Regions from separate parts of the Urocitellus parryii genome. Here region 1 is linked to region 2. Evidence: chromatin contacts called from public Hi-C data. All regions are on one chromosome and are shown on one strand. The core of a region is the stretch at or near the end of the contact, and the rest is flanking DNA. Distances in the headings are between cores, read along the strand shown. Region 1 holds the start of Abcd3 (ATP binding cassette subfamily D member 3). Region 2 holds the start of Arhgap29 (Rho GTPase activating protein 29).

What was found. A called contact is a pair of places that touch in the nucleus more often than the background predicts.
Region 1: a Hi-C map of liver shows a contact between it and region 2, with 2.4 times the contacts expected there. The contact joins the promoter of Abcd3 here to the promoter of Arhgap29 in region 2. A contact is called at or near these places in 2 of 2 Hi-C or Micro-C datasets (liver and muscle).

Annotation. Positions count from the first base shown.
Region 1 is chr11:74,690,809-74,698,380 of mUroPar1.hap1, reverse strand. It overlaps Abcd3 (ATP binding cassette subfamily D member 3), which reads right to left and starts at 2,288. Exons shown (of 23, transcript XM_026409618.2): 1 at 2,059-2,288. The coding sequence starts at 2,168.
Region 2 is chr11:74,555,563-74,563,182 of mUroPar1.hap1, reverse strand. Arhgap29 (Rho GTPase activating protein 29) reads left to right here and starts at 3,985. Exons shown (of 23, transcript XM_026409622.2): 1 at 3,985-4,130.

The DNA.
Region 1 (7,572 bases), core at 1,039-3,538, 140 kb before region 2:
TTTAGTTGTAAATGGACACAATACCTTTATTTTATTTTTATGTGGTGCCGAGGATCAAACCTGGTGCCTTCCTCATGAGAGGCAAGCACTTTACTACTGAGCTACAACCCCAGCCCATCAATACAATTCTTAATGATTTCAAAACAGTTCAATCATTTTATTCAGTAATTTCAACTCCACATTTATCTGCTCATAATCTGCTTCTCCTCCCACAAAATACTTGATGTGTAAAATAAAGATTTTCCTACTCCTGATACAAAAAATTAACAATAACCTTTTGTCCAGTAAATTAACTGTTGCATAATTCAGCCACCTCAAAAACTTCCTCAAAAAGAGATGCTTAAAGAAATGTACCATGATGAAAGAAGAGCTACAATAATTTAACAAGACAAATTCTATTATACTATTTCACTGCTATTGCTACCGCCCATTAGATGGTGTTCAATTTCTCTTATTCAATAACTGACAATCTTGAAAAGTCAATGTAGTAGTTTCCTTGGACTGTAACTGGAAGGGAGCCTGCGGAGGATTTCTGGGATGCTGATAATCCTGATGGATGCTGGTTACACTGGTGTGTTCTACTTGTAAAAATTCTTCAAGCTCTAGATTTATGATGTATACTTTTCTATATACATGTAGTAGTCCAATGAAATTTTTTTAAAAAACCATCAAAGCATGCCAGAACTGTTAGCTATCCTCAAGTCTCCTCCCCATGTCAAAACAATTTTCTGTGCTAACACTTCTCTGCAAAAAATGCAATTCAAGTTAAAGCACTTAATATTTCCTACCAGAATATGCCCAGATAACTGATAACTTTCATTTGCAACTGGGAGTTCACACACAGAATAGGAAAAGTGAATAGGTACTGTAAATGTCCAGCCCATGATGTGAATTATTTTCAACTTTGCTAAACTGATTTAGGAAAGAAAGGACCATCACTTCAGACTTTAGTTAGGAGGCGGCTGGAAAGTACTTCATGGGAAGAGGACTAGGAGCCACCTGTCAGTGTTTAGTGTTTATATACCAAGCAAATCAAAAACAGGAGAAAAAAGTACCTGTCCAGAGACATGAATGAAATAGAATTCATGAAAGCAGGATGCTAAGATTTAATACGACACATGTAATGATTGGCAAGAATGCTTGGGAACTAACCTTTTCTCATTCACTTGCCGTAGCCCAGGAAATAAAAATGATGCCTGCAATTCCACAACTATAACTCAATTCTCTTTCTTCCTCTAATCTTATGACCTCCCCAAAGTTAAATCTCATCATGAAAATCCTCTCGCGGTGAAAGCAGTGCAGTGTAATTAAAAAGGATCTTGATCCTCACCTAAAACACACTTTTACCTTTCACCTACAAAGCCAAGAGAGGGAACTTTGTCCGACAAATACCACGAAACTAATTCAGTTTTTCCAGATGAAATGTCAGGGCGTTCATTGAGCAATTCCAAAGGGGTGGTGTGGGGCACTTTAGAAGAAAACCATGCCAAGTGGCCCCAGGATAGCTCACAGGAATCACCCTGGCGACTATGACAGCAATTACTCCGGAATCGAGCCAAACCTCATCCAAGTGACTTAGACAACAGCGACTATCCTGGCGAGTCCAATCCCCATCCTCAAATCACACAACCACGTCCATAAAACAAATCCTTCACGGTCTGTCTGGAAATGAGATGACAAAACTAAAACACCGCCAGAAAGTTGATACAGAAATGAGACGGTTTGGATAAGGGATGGGCACACTGCTTCCCCTCCTCCCACCCTCGAGTAGGAGCGACTGCCCTCCGGGCTGGGTCGCAGATTTGTTTGTGGGCGCAGGAGAAAATTCTCACTCTTGCGGGTACAGCGAGGTGGCCCGACAGGCCGGCGGGGTACGCGGAAAGCCGGGGAGCCGGCGCTGCGGGGACACCCTGACATTGGAGCCTGGCTGTAGCCGCGGCCGCCCTCTCTCCGCCTGATCCTGCCGGCACCGGGACTCGTCTGCCAGGCGCTGGGCGGAGAGTGCACGCCGGGAGCGCCAGCTCGGGCCCGGGAAGGCGGCGCGGCCACGAGCCTTACCCGTGCAGGCCGAGGGCGCGGCGCCGCTTGTGGAGCAGGCAGAGCAGCAGGAATGCGGCCCCCGCCAGCGAGGAGTTCCGCGCCGTCAAGTACTTGCTGAAGGCCGCCATGGCACCACCAGGGCGGGCGAGCCGGCGAAGGGGACTCGGCGGCAACTACCTTAGTGCAGGAAGCGCGGGGGAGACTGGGAGGAGAGGACCGCGAGGAGGGAGGGCGGTGCCGGCCACGCAGGACCGCCCCCTGGAGCGCGCCGCCGCGCCGCCCGAGCGCCAAGCCCACCGCGAACTTCGGCTCGGCGGGAGCGCGCGCGGGAGCTGGGAGTCCGGAACGGTCCCGGGACGCGCCTTGCGCAGGCGCGGACCCCCACGGGGTTGCCGGAAACGCGGCGCTGGGACGTAGGCGATCTTCCCTCTGCCTCTCCTCACCCGGCAAGGTCCCGTTGCTACCCCCGCTTCAGCCCTACCCTCTCGGTGCGCTTACACCCGGCTTTCACAAGAACTGGAAGAGCGGGCCCGGCCTGCGCGGAGGACTCAGTGGGCCCTGCCTTCCGCCACCCCCCACCGTAATGGGTCGTTACCACCCTCTTAAAGGAGCTCAGGAAGAAGGGAGCGGCCCCTTTTACACAAAACTGGTGGCTTTATGATCACTGGGACTTACACAAAGCAGGCAGGGACTGTGGGAAGAACTCCTTTTTCCAGTGAGGGTTTTCCAAACCGTAACCTCTAGGGGCCGGTGAAATCGGTTTGGAAAAACAGGACCGCCACTTTGGTTTTTTTGTTTGGTTGGTTGGGTTTTTTTTTGGGGGGGGCGGGGTGCAGTTTTGGATTTTTTTTTTTTTTCGAGAACAACACAACGAAAATCTCAGAATACATCACTTAGTAAAGGAGTTGCTTTGAGAAGTTTTTATTCCAGTTTTTTGTAGATATATATCGCGGGTGGAGACATAAAATGTGTTTCTTTGTGTGGGTCTTGTCAAACAAAAAGTTTGATAATCTCCGTTCTTTGCAAAGCAACATTCATAAATAACAATCGTGCGTTGTATTAATGCTGGCCTTACTCCCAGAATCAGGAAGGGTTTACAGATTACAGCATTCTTATGCTGTCCGACTTCTATGATGCAGAATTGTTGTCCCTAACATTTAGCCTAACACATACACAATAATTTAAGGAGTCACAGTTTTCAGTTGAGACTGGAGAAAAGCAAGTGTCAGAAAAGTAAGATCATAAATTCTCACATAATATATACACGTATTAAAGGCTTCTACATGTTAGAAGTAGTCTACAAAACAGTGGTGCCTTAGGTGTTTTCTCAATATAAATTGGCAATTGCCTAATACATATTCCAAGAATCATAAAGACCTGATACAGTAATGATTGGCTTGTGTAGGGTGTTCAACAGCCAATTCTAAGTTATGTAAAAGTGAAGCTCCTACTAAATTCTCCAGCTGCCATGTGGACATTTTCATTATCTTGTGTAAGCCTGGCGTAATTAGTATGCCTGGCACAGGAAATACAAGGATGAACAGATAATCCCTATTCTCTAGAGGCTGGTAGAGAGAAAACACATGAAAAAGAAATTATACATATGGTAAGCGCCACATTGGAGTTTTAAACAAGGCACCATGAGAACTCAAGCAAGAAAATGCTTAGTTTTGCCCAGAGCTTTCAATTAAGGTTTGACAAAGAAGATGATTTTGTAGCAGAATCCTAAAGCACCAAAGGAGTCAGTAGGATAAAGGGAAAATTACAAAATTCACTAATGAATTACAGGGTGATATAAAAGAGTTGGGAACTTTGGGGGGAAAGTGATGATATCATCTTGGAGTTTATAAGAAAGAAGAAAATATGTGTAAGTCAAAAGCATAATCTATCAAATAAATAGATTCCAAAACATTCAGAGGAAAGATAGAAATTACCCACTGATGAAAAATTCTTAAAATACCCTTGTTCAAGAAGCCTGGCAAATTCTAAAAATTAAAACAGTTATATAAGATTCAATAATTTTAGTTCATGATAAAGACCACTGGGTGTGTAGGGCCAAACTTATAACCCAGCAAAGTTAATTTTATTAATTTGTTTCAACAAGGACACCGCACACCAAGAGAATGAGGCATGTCTCCAAAAAACAAGATGGGATGAGGAATCATTATATTTAGGGGAAGAGAGGAATGTAGGCACAATTTAAATTGAGCAGTGTTTGGTAAGCTCAAAGCAAATCAGATCTATATGTAATATTAAACCTAAGTTGAGAAGCAGACTCAAATTTCTATTCCCTTGGAAACATAAATTTAAAATTAATGTAGAATATTGTGTCTCCAACTTTTTATCTGAACTGCTGCCCTATAAATTGAGGCCACTTCTTAAAATCAAAGTGATTCAGATAATTGAGATCCTCCAATCGAGAAAGGGATGTTCTGTTCTCACTGATAAAATCTCAGAACAAGTAAGTTTCTAACAGTCTAGGGTCTTAGAGAATAAGGTTCCTCGACACTGTGTCCTTTGATAATTAAAATCAGAACAGTTTTTTCAGGTTCACACTTTATAAAACAAAATAATTAAGAAAAAGAGAAAATATGATTTTCTTAAGGAATCTCCAGAAGCTCTGATTTTTAAAACATTGAGCTATTGAGAATAGGGAAGAGCAGGGTATATGGATTTAGGGACTCCAGAAATCCTCTTGTGGAAATGTATTGGCCAGCCTCCAAGACCATTACCTCTTTATACCCATGCCCTTGTATAATCTCCTTATCAGAACTAGTTCAAAGAACAAGATGGTGATATCTGGCTTTTATTATTATTATTTCTTTTTTTAAGACAGGGTCTCCCTAAATTGCCCTGGCTGGTCTGGTGATTGCCATCCTCCTGTCTCAGCAGTCCAAGTAGCTACGATTACAGGTATCAGCTACCACACCCTATTGATAATATGTGACTTCTGAGACCAAATCATAAAAGGCATGTTGTTTCCAGCTTAGTCTCTTGGATTGCTTACTCTTGGGGGAGCTGCTGCCACAGAAAACACTCAAAGTAAACTTAGAGAAGGATTGGGGCCTCCTACCCAGAAGAAGCACCAGCTTGCCAGCCATATGAGTAAGCCACTTGAGGAGCATATCTCCATCCCCAGCCAAACCTTCAGATAACTACAATCTCATGAGTGATCCCAAGCCACACAAATACTACTAAATTCCAGACTGTAGGAGATAATAAATGTTTATTGTGTTAATTCATTAAGTTTGTGAGTAATTTTTTATGCATCTGGTGTAATTTGGGCAAGCCTTAAACATGGAAGAAAGGAGGTTTCAGAGAAGATACAAAGGGAACAAAGATACAGAGACAACAACGCACATAACAGATTGGGAAAAAGGACTAAGTTTGGTATTGACAGAGGTTCAGGAAGGGGTGTGAAATGATGAAAAATAAGGTTGAAATTTTTAATTGAGATCAACTCATGAAGAATCCAAAACAACATGTTGATCAGATGGGATATTATTCTGCACATAAGGGGAAGTATTCCATGCAGTATATGCAGGTTTGGGAGAAAGGTAGTAATCACAGCTTTTATTTAAGGATAATCATGCTGTTGGCAGCATGAAGGATAGACTAAAGGAGGAAACATTAAGCAGAGATACTGGTTTGTATACTCTTGAAATGGTCTAGATGTAGTGGTCTGGATATAAGTTTCCCCTGCCCCCCACCAAAAGCTCCTGTGTTAATTCAGGAATATTCAGAGGTGCAATGATCTTATTATATATAAGAGCTATAACCTAATCAGTCCATCCTAGTTTGAACGGACTGACTAGGTGGATACTGGCAGGTAAGGCATGGCTGAAGGAGGTAGACTGAGGGATCTGCCCTGGAAGTGTTCATCTTTCCTGCAGCTCACTCGCATTCTCTGTCTCTCTCTGCTTCTTGACTGCCGTGAAGTTTCCACCATACCCTTCGACCACAATGTTCTACCTCACCTTGGGCCTAGAGCACTGGAGTGGGCTAACTATAGACTGAGCCTCCAAAACTAAACATCTGAAACCATGAGCCAAAATATACTTTTCCTCCTCTAAATTGCTTTTGTTAGATATTTTGGCCACAACTACCAAAAGCTGAGTAACATACTACATAAAAGATAGTAAGCAGGGATGGATATCTGTCTCAGTTGATAGAGTGTTTGCCTTGCATGTACAAGGCCCTAAGTTCAATCTCCAGCACCATTAAAAAAAAAAATAGTAAACAACTGAGAGCAACACAAGGTAAATAGAGAGAAAAGGACTTTGTGGATCCAAATTGATGGAGATATATGAGATTGTTAATAAGAAGAAAAGTTTTAAATCAGCCTGATAGTTCTTGGCTGGTAAAATAATAAGATGCAAATGAATATGTTCCTTACTGCTTTCTCATCACCAGGATAAACTTTAAGATCCTTAGCATCTCACAAAAAGCCAGTTATGATACAAGTTCTACCAACCTCTCCCATCTTGGCACTCCTCTCCTCCAAAAGATACATTCTACCCCTATCCCAGGAGATAAATGCCCACTACTAGTAAGTCCTGTGGTCTTCCCTTGAATATGCTATTCTGTCTGCCTGGAATACTGATCCTATCCTACCTTTATTTTCTCAATTCCAATTCAGTTCATCCTTTGAAATGAAACCTTGATGATCTCCCACTCCAAGCAGTCTTCTCCATAGCTCCTGCCAAGTTAATCACTCCCTCCTTTTTACTACTTCTGTTTCTTATATAATCCTATTAATATATAGTAGGGTATCTGGAGATGCAGATCTTTAAACATTTTTTAAAGAGAAACTACAAGTCATTTCTCTGGCAAGGTAAACACATCATATCACTGGAAACAAATAATCTTTGCTTAGAAAAGAGTCCCATGAGAAGCCCCTCTTGCCGATACAAATGGAAGAAGAGAAGAGTTAGAGATTGCATTAGAGGAAGTATATAACAGGATATCTTGACAAAACTGTTCCTCCAAATAGCCCTAGTCAGCTCAACATGGTACTGGGAAAGTTTGCACAGGGGATCTATCTCTCCTGAGAAGAAAGATATTGAGACCTCCATCTTTTCCCTTTTGAGTTTCAACATTGTTTTAAAAAAATCCTTCAGATAGACTGGAATAGTTCTGTCTCATTCCCAAAGAGGAACTCTTAAGGAGGGATGTGAAGTCTGGGATACCACAGAAACTTCCTAGCCTACTAGCCAAAGGAAGCACTAGTTCCTGAAGAGTACACAGGTAAGCCTTCAGCCCATCTCAATTCATTCAGAAACTACCTGTGTTTATGAGAACTACATCCAGGCATAGGAAAACCTTCAGAGTTGTGCTTTCAAACACTTTACAACCTGTGCATCCAGGACATTATGGCAGAGAAGCAAAGAAACATGGCTTTGAGAAAAGCCTAGCCCCATTTGTTAACCCACTACATTTTAAAATGAAATTTAAATATGAAAGAGATAACTCCAGTCTTCCCAGGCTTTCCTTATTGAAAGTTGTGTCAAAGTTCTGTGGTCTCATACATCT
Region 2 (7,620 bases), core at 2,736-5,235:
AAATCTCTCGCCTTCCTCTGGTAAGGCTCCTGACATCCATGAAGTGAGAACAGGGATCCTTTGGGTCAAATGAGTTGTTCCAGGCTCAGCAGTAGCTAGGACATAGGTGGTTGGGTTTGTTTCTTGACTCAAATACACATAAAGAAAGTACCCCCGGCAGTCAGTAGGCCTCTAATTTGGGAAGCAGAGCAGTATTAACTGCAGGCCCATTTTATCTTTCCTCATTCTCAGGAAGGGTGTCCAGGCCACCATGACTTTAGGCAAATGAGGGGCATGGGAGCTTACTTTGGACACAATCCTGGACTGCTCCAGGTATGGAAACCTCCAGCCAGAAGTTTAGGATGAGTGTCACACTAGTGAGAGGAAGTAAAGAATACATAAATAAACTAGTGACACTATATCAAGTCGTAGAGGGGGTAAGTGCTATGGCAAAAATTAAAGCAGAGTAAGGAAGATAGGGAGTATCAAAAAGGAGAGTGTTGTTTTCTACGAAACCCTATTGCTGATATGGACCATTTGAGGAAAGTTAGAATGGAGCAAGAGACAAATCACAGAAATAAATGTGTGGGAGGAACCCATTCCAGGTAGAGGGGACAGCAGGTATCCCGGGAAGAGCAAGAAGGACAAAGTTTAAGAGGTAGAATAAAAGGAGTAATTTCCCCACCATCTTTTTCTAAGAAAAGTGTAGCCAAATTTACCTTCATGCTAATGTTAATTTTCATAAAGGTCAGGCAGAAATTCTTTTATTGAGGGACTGGGAGTGTAGCTCAGTGGTAGAGTGCTTGCATAGCATGCCCAAGCTCCTGGATTTGGGCCCTAGCAACACACACACACACACACACACACATACACACACACACACACACACACACAAATTCTTCATCGAACTTCTTTGGTCTGTGCCTCAGTTCTTCATTTGTAAAATGGGTATGATAATAGTATTTCATAAGGGTGTTGTAAGGACTATTTAACTTTACTAAATGTTAAGTATAATTAAGACAGTGTGTAACACAGAGTTAAACCATGATATCTAGTTATTATAACTGACAAATCATTATCATCTCTTTATTTACAGCAGTTTCAGTAACTGCATTTTTAAGGCCAATATTGTTTTTTTGTTTTTGTTTTGTTTTTTTTTTTGCACTGACCATTAATTATTAGGGGAGTTTCCTTACACATATTGTTAGGCTATTAGGTAGGGCTATGATATGGTGTGGCTCAAGCACTGATGCTTATGTCATCAAAAGTTCTACAAGAAAGTTTAAAATAATATAAAATATAATACCTTGATAATAATGGTAATATCTTAATCAAGTCATAATATCATATCCATATACTCAAGTTTTTCTTTCTTTTTACTAGTCCATCTTACTCAGTTTCCTTTCCTCGTGACAGCAAGGAATCCTTGCATGTTTGCAATGTCTTTCATATTCATTTTCAGCATGTGGACTGAATTGATTCCTTGTTTCTCAATTACAACCATCATGGAATCAAGATTAATAACCTGCTTGGTGAGTTTTGTCCACTTTGGAATCTGGAGGCTTTGTAATCATTGTGGCCTGTTGGACTCTTTGTCGTTCTTTCTAAATACTCCAGCAGTGAGGTCAAGGACAGCAGCAGTCCAGGAGCCTGGCTGCCTTTGGGTAACTCCTGCCTACCTCATTATTTCTTCCCCTTGTCCAGGCATTTGTTTATTCCTGGTTGAGGAGAAGCTGAGAGTGGATTTAAAGTTCCCTGATATATCTTCTGTGCTTAGAAGAATGCCTGACACATTGGAGGTACTCAATAAACATTTGTGGAATGAATAAAAATAGGATAAGCCTGGTGGACAGTGTTGTACCCTCCTAAACAGACTGCCATTAAAGTGAGGCTGAGAAGGATGAGCACCTGTCCATTGAGAGGCTAGACTCCCACCTCTACTGCCCATGTGGAACATGCACCATCATGATCAGCCTCTGATATCTGGGACCACCTTTACTTTAGGCATGAGGTTTATGTGGCCATTGCATTTGGTTCCATGAATTATAACCAACTTGAGCATAGCTTATAGTAAAAAAATAAATAAGTGCAACCTGGAAGATTTTTTATTCTCAGATTTACTGAATTGATTCCTTGTTTTTCAACATCAACATTTTTCAGAAAATACTTAGTAGGGCTCATTCTGTATCAGACTGAGTAATGTAGTACTGCAGAACTTCAAATCTACATAGTAAACACCACCAAATAGCCAGGTGCAGTGGCATGCACCTGTAATCCCAGCTACTTGAGGAACTGAGGCCGGAGGATGGCTTGCCTTCATAAGTTACATTGCAAGACCCTATCTTAAAACAGAACAAAACACATTACCAAATAAACTTGGCCCAGCACCATGATACCATAAGAATAATATCCTATGTACAGTATGATCGCAAATAGGATACTTAATTTTTAGAGGGGAGAAGAGAAAGGTTTCAGAGTAAAAGTGGTATTCTTTATCATGAAAGGAATGAAGAAACATAGGAATGGGCAGAGTGGTTATGTATTAATACATGCTATAAATATAAAATAGTGATACTACAACATCTGCTATATATGTTTTATTATCATCAAGTTATGCCTCTGATTTCTCATTTATCTGTTATTTCCTGCTCTCTAATGCCATAACCACAAGCTACTTTAATGGAGAAACAATGGTTAAAAAACAATCAAACATACACACACACACACACACACACACACAGCCAGTTGGTTTAAAAAATAATTCAGGGGGCTGGGATTGTACCTCAGTGGTAGAGTGCTTGCCTACATGTGAGGCACTAGGTTCGATCCTCAGCACCACATAAAAACAAAATGAAGGTATTGTGTTCATCTGCCACTAAAAATACATTTAAAAAAATAATTCTGGGCAAGTTCTTGGGACACTTTCAGAGGGTTTCGTGGCAGTATTAACACCTTATTCCTTTCTTTGCAAAGAAACTGCCAGATAGCAGATTTTTCACAGTCATTCTTTGTCAATTAATACTTTAATTTTATCGTAAAAGTGAACTACCATATTTCTCTGGAAATGTTTTCAAATATCAAATGTCCTCTTATTAATAAAGAAGAAAGAGAATATGGCAGATGTCTCATATATTTTGAAAAAGATTCAAGGGAAGGATGAGGTTGAATGACTTTTCCAAATACCCTTTACATAATTTTGCTCATTTGTCAGAGAATATTCATGGTCTGTCTGTTATGTGTCAGCATAGACAATAGGAAAAATATTCTTGGTAGAGCTATTAAGTGTAACTAATATGTACAGCACTTTATTCAGTATAAACACTGTGCTTTTTACCTTCCATATATAATGTGTGATCCAACATCTAGATAAATGCTTTAATTGTGGTTGTCCATTCTCCCCCCACTATGTTAATGAGACCCATTTATCAGCAGCATTTAATGGTAAGAAGAAGTTGCATGGTTAAATCGACATGTAATCAACTAGTATTTATTGAGCATTTCAATGTGTCCAGTTACCGTGTGTACATTAATAACTGATGTTTTCAGGTAGTTTTTTGAAAATGACAATCAGCTGAAGAAAGAAAAAGCGGGGAAGTTTTAAAGTTAGGCACAAAATGTATGTTTGTTTCAGAAGGCAAAAGGAGGGAAGAAGTAGTTCTATAAAAGAAGTTGAGGACAAGAGTCCTGAGAAGGAATTTATAGTGTCTGCCTGAGAAATGTCCAATTAAACGAGGACAGAAGACTTGCTCCCTACTGGAATGTGCAAAAGGTGATTTTCCCCTGACTCGTCCCGTTTCCCAGCTGCAGCCCCTGCGTCCCAGGACCTTGAGGACTGGGTGAGGCAGCCGCGCAGCTGACAGCCTGTGCCCCGCGAGCCAGCGGTCACCCCCACCTGCTGCCCGCTCCGGCCACGCCCCCACGGGCGCCGGCCAATGGCGGGACTCCGGGGGGCGGGCGGTGCGAGGCGGGGGCGGTGCGTCCGCGGCCAGCGCGGTCGTGGCGGTGGCTGCAGGGGCGGCGGCGGCTTGGCCGGGCGTCTGTGGGCCGTGAGTGGGGGATGGGGACGGCGAGCTCCAGCCCTCGGCGGCGGCGGCGGCGGCCGTGAGCGTTGGGCGGGCGTCCGCGTCCGGGACGCGGGATGGAGCGCCGCGGTGAGTGTGGGACGGCGGTGCTCGCTCTGGCGCCGGACCGGGTTCGGGACTGCAGAGCCGGCCGCCGGCCAGTAGCTGTCCGGGGTCCGGGCGGCCACGCGGTGGCCCGGGGCCGAGGCGGCTGCGGGCGGGGCGGGGTCCTCCGGGAGTATCGATCCCGGGCGAGGGCGCCCACGAGCGGGACGTCACGAGCGGGCGCTGTGGGAACGTTGCGGACCTCGGTGAGCAGCCGGAGCGGGGCGACGCCGCGGGAACCGCGGGCGAGACTGGCTTGCGGACTTTACTTTTCCTTCTTGGTTTTCGGGTCTTCATGTCCGTCTTTCCCAGTGGGATTTTTTTTTTTTTTTGGAAGTTTGGTGACATTTCCTGAAATTTCATTCTGACTAGTACAAAGGCTGAGGTAAAGAAACACATCCCGTGTTCCATATTTACTTTTTCTTAACACACTTCACCTCTTCTAGGCCTTGGTTGTTTACTACTTTGGGTGGGGAGGGGGGCCTAAAGGTGCAGGAACACTCTCCTTCCCTTTCTTTCTGAGTGCCCCCTCTGATGCATCTCTATCGTACCCCTTTTTTGCCCTTCCCTTGTTACTGTCCCTTCTGTTTCTATTCACCTTTTCCCAACCATGGCCCTAGGGCAAGTCGTGTGCTTTGCAAAATTGGAATTGATAAGCTGGGAGATTGCAGCTACTACAGGGAGAGCACGTCCCTTTGAGTTTGTTGCCCTGGTTGTCTTCAAGACCCCGTCCGTGATCAAAAATCTGGTATTCCAGAGGCTGTCTGGGTTCTGTGGAAACCAAGTGGACCAGGACTCTCCTTGTCTTGGAGCCAGATTTATCTCATTTTTTCACTACTACTTCTCCCAGCATGGGATTCTACTCTGAGTTGTTTGGATCTTTGACATCCACTGAGTTCTTTGGATCTTCTGGAGGAAGGGAGGAGCATTAGGTGATTTGTGAATGTTCCAAGACCATTTCAAAACAGCAGAGAGCTTTTTGTTCTATAGCTATCTTTTCCTCTTTGGATTAACTTCACCTCTTTATTGACTTTGGGAGTAGAGGTCTCTTCATGAAAAAGAATTCAAAATTAGATGGAAGGTGAGTATTAAGGATGAGTAAATAAATCACAGCACATTATAGATGTATATCTTAGCGATTTAGATCCTTTTTTTCCCCCCAGTGATTTCTTTAGGCACTTTGCCAGAAATGCCTACTTAGAAATGCTTCCTTATTGTAAGAACTGTGCAAGTGAGGAACTGTGACACTTAAGCCTCATTAGGTTTACAATACATATAGCTCTGGTCTCATGATTTTGATAAGACTTTTTAAGAGTGAATTTGAAGAAAGCAAGATAAGCCCAGGTAGAAAAGTTTCAGTCCTCAAGTTGGCAGGATACCGAACTTTGGCTGAGATGAAGAAATCACTATTCAGTGAATGTATGGTCACTCCAGCTCCCTCCACCTCCCTAAAATAGAACAACCATGTCAGTTATCAGCACCTTCACCTCCCAGCTGTGAAAGCCCTTGACCTAGGAATGTGGGCTTTTACAAGAGTTCTTGGTCCCAGTGGGTTAGTACTACCATAGAGATTATTCCCAGGAGGTATCCTGGAAGGATTTTGCTTCCTGTCCATGGTAATTTTTTCAGCATTCACTCTGAAAATTTAGCAGGATTTCACTTTATGCTAGACAGAGTCCCTGAGGAACCTTTCCGTTTATTGAGTGGCAGTATACAATAACCAAAAACTAGAGCCCAAGGCATAATGTGGGTTACCTGATAGAAGTATGAGCAATCCCCTATGGAAAAGTACAGGGATGATTATTTTCATTGGAGGGGATGAAAAGGCATTTTGAAAGAAATGATGTTTTTATGTGAGCTTGAAGGTAAAGAGTAACTTTAATAAGCACAGAAGGTAAGGGGTCCTTCCTGTGCAGAATTGCTGATTATCTCTAATGTATACCAGGATGTCATTGATCCAGCTTAGATGTTTCTGCTTTGAAGCATTGAGGGTTATTTTGTTTGCCATTTACTTTAATTTTGTATTCACTTCCAGCATGAACCACACATATAAAGACGTATTTATGTGTGTAACAAAACAAGGGGGTTTAAGAAGGTTAGGAGCACATTCTGGTCTTTTTTTTTTTTTTGGAAGGTGGTATGCGCTTTAATATTGTCTTTAATAATATTATTATGGTTGTAAGTAAATGAGCCACCCTGTTCATAGAGCAGATATTCTGCAATAATACCTCGCTAGATAAGAATTTTATTTTTCTTGAAGAATGTTTCAGGTTGTGTTGTTGAGAAAGTTTTCAAGTGTCACAGTCTTCCTTTTTATATTTTATTTTTTGTGGTGCTGTAGGTTGAACCAGGGCTTTAAGCATGCTAGGCAAGCACTCTACCACTGAACTACACTCCCAGCCCCTACAGTCTTCCTTTTAAAGGAAGAGGTGGGAGCTAATTAACATGTTTTTAGAAGTATTAGGGAAGGGTAAGCCATGGCTGGGAGCTGATGATGGTGACCACAGTAAAAGCAAACTGATAGCATGTACCACACCAATTGCTTGCTTTTTTTTTTTTTGCCTCCTTTAGTTGTCGCAACAGATCCTTGTTTTTTTTTTTTTACTCATTTCTCACATAGGCAAATTAAAGTTAAAAACCAGCACAAGCACACTGACTAGTAATTGTCAAGAGTGAAGAACTAAACCCAAGTGCCTTTGTTGCAGAATGTGTGCTCTTGATGGCTTAAGTCTGTGGACTTGCCTCTGTCCCTGCCCCGCTCCTGCCAACCCTGATTGTAATTCTTACTCCACTTGGGCTCTCATCACTCCCCTTGAGGTGTTTTAGGATTTCAGTGGTGTGTTTTTCTCCTCACCTCTGTCTTTTGAATTTATAAGGGGTGTTTTGTTTGCGGGCTCCTCAAGCTCAGTGGTTTTGTCTCAATTCTATTTTGGTTGGGTTTTGAGGTTTGATGGCTTCAATTTAATTTTTTTTTTCTTTGAAGGGATGAGGTCAAGTCTGAGATGGTTCAAGGTTGAACCCTAATGCCTGATGAACCCGTGCCTTTGTTTATTTGTTCACATTCTTTCTCAGGAGGGAATTTGCTTCTTACCTTTTCAGAGGACAGTATTTTACCTGCAAAAGGCAAGAGCTAAGCTCTCCTTCCCTTCTGTCTCCATGACTGTCTCTTGTCTGTCATGTGTCTTTTGTCTGTTGTTACTAGGCCTTTGGGGAGGGGCTGGAGTGGTGGTGGTGATGGTGGTTCTTTCTCTTTCCTTCTGTATTTAAGTCCAGGATGGGGAACGTGCTCTTTGCCATTGGGTAGTTTTGGCTGGTCTGAGACAAGCCTTGCCTGCCAGGAATGCTAGACATTTTGGAGGCGTGGGAGGCTGGGCAGCTTCCTCTTTTTCAAGCATGCTGGGTTCAAACTGTACAGGAATGAAGTGTATGTGTGTTGTACGCCTTCCTTTGGAAATGGTTTACATGTTATTGATAA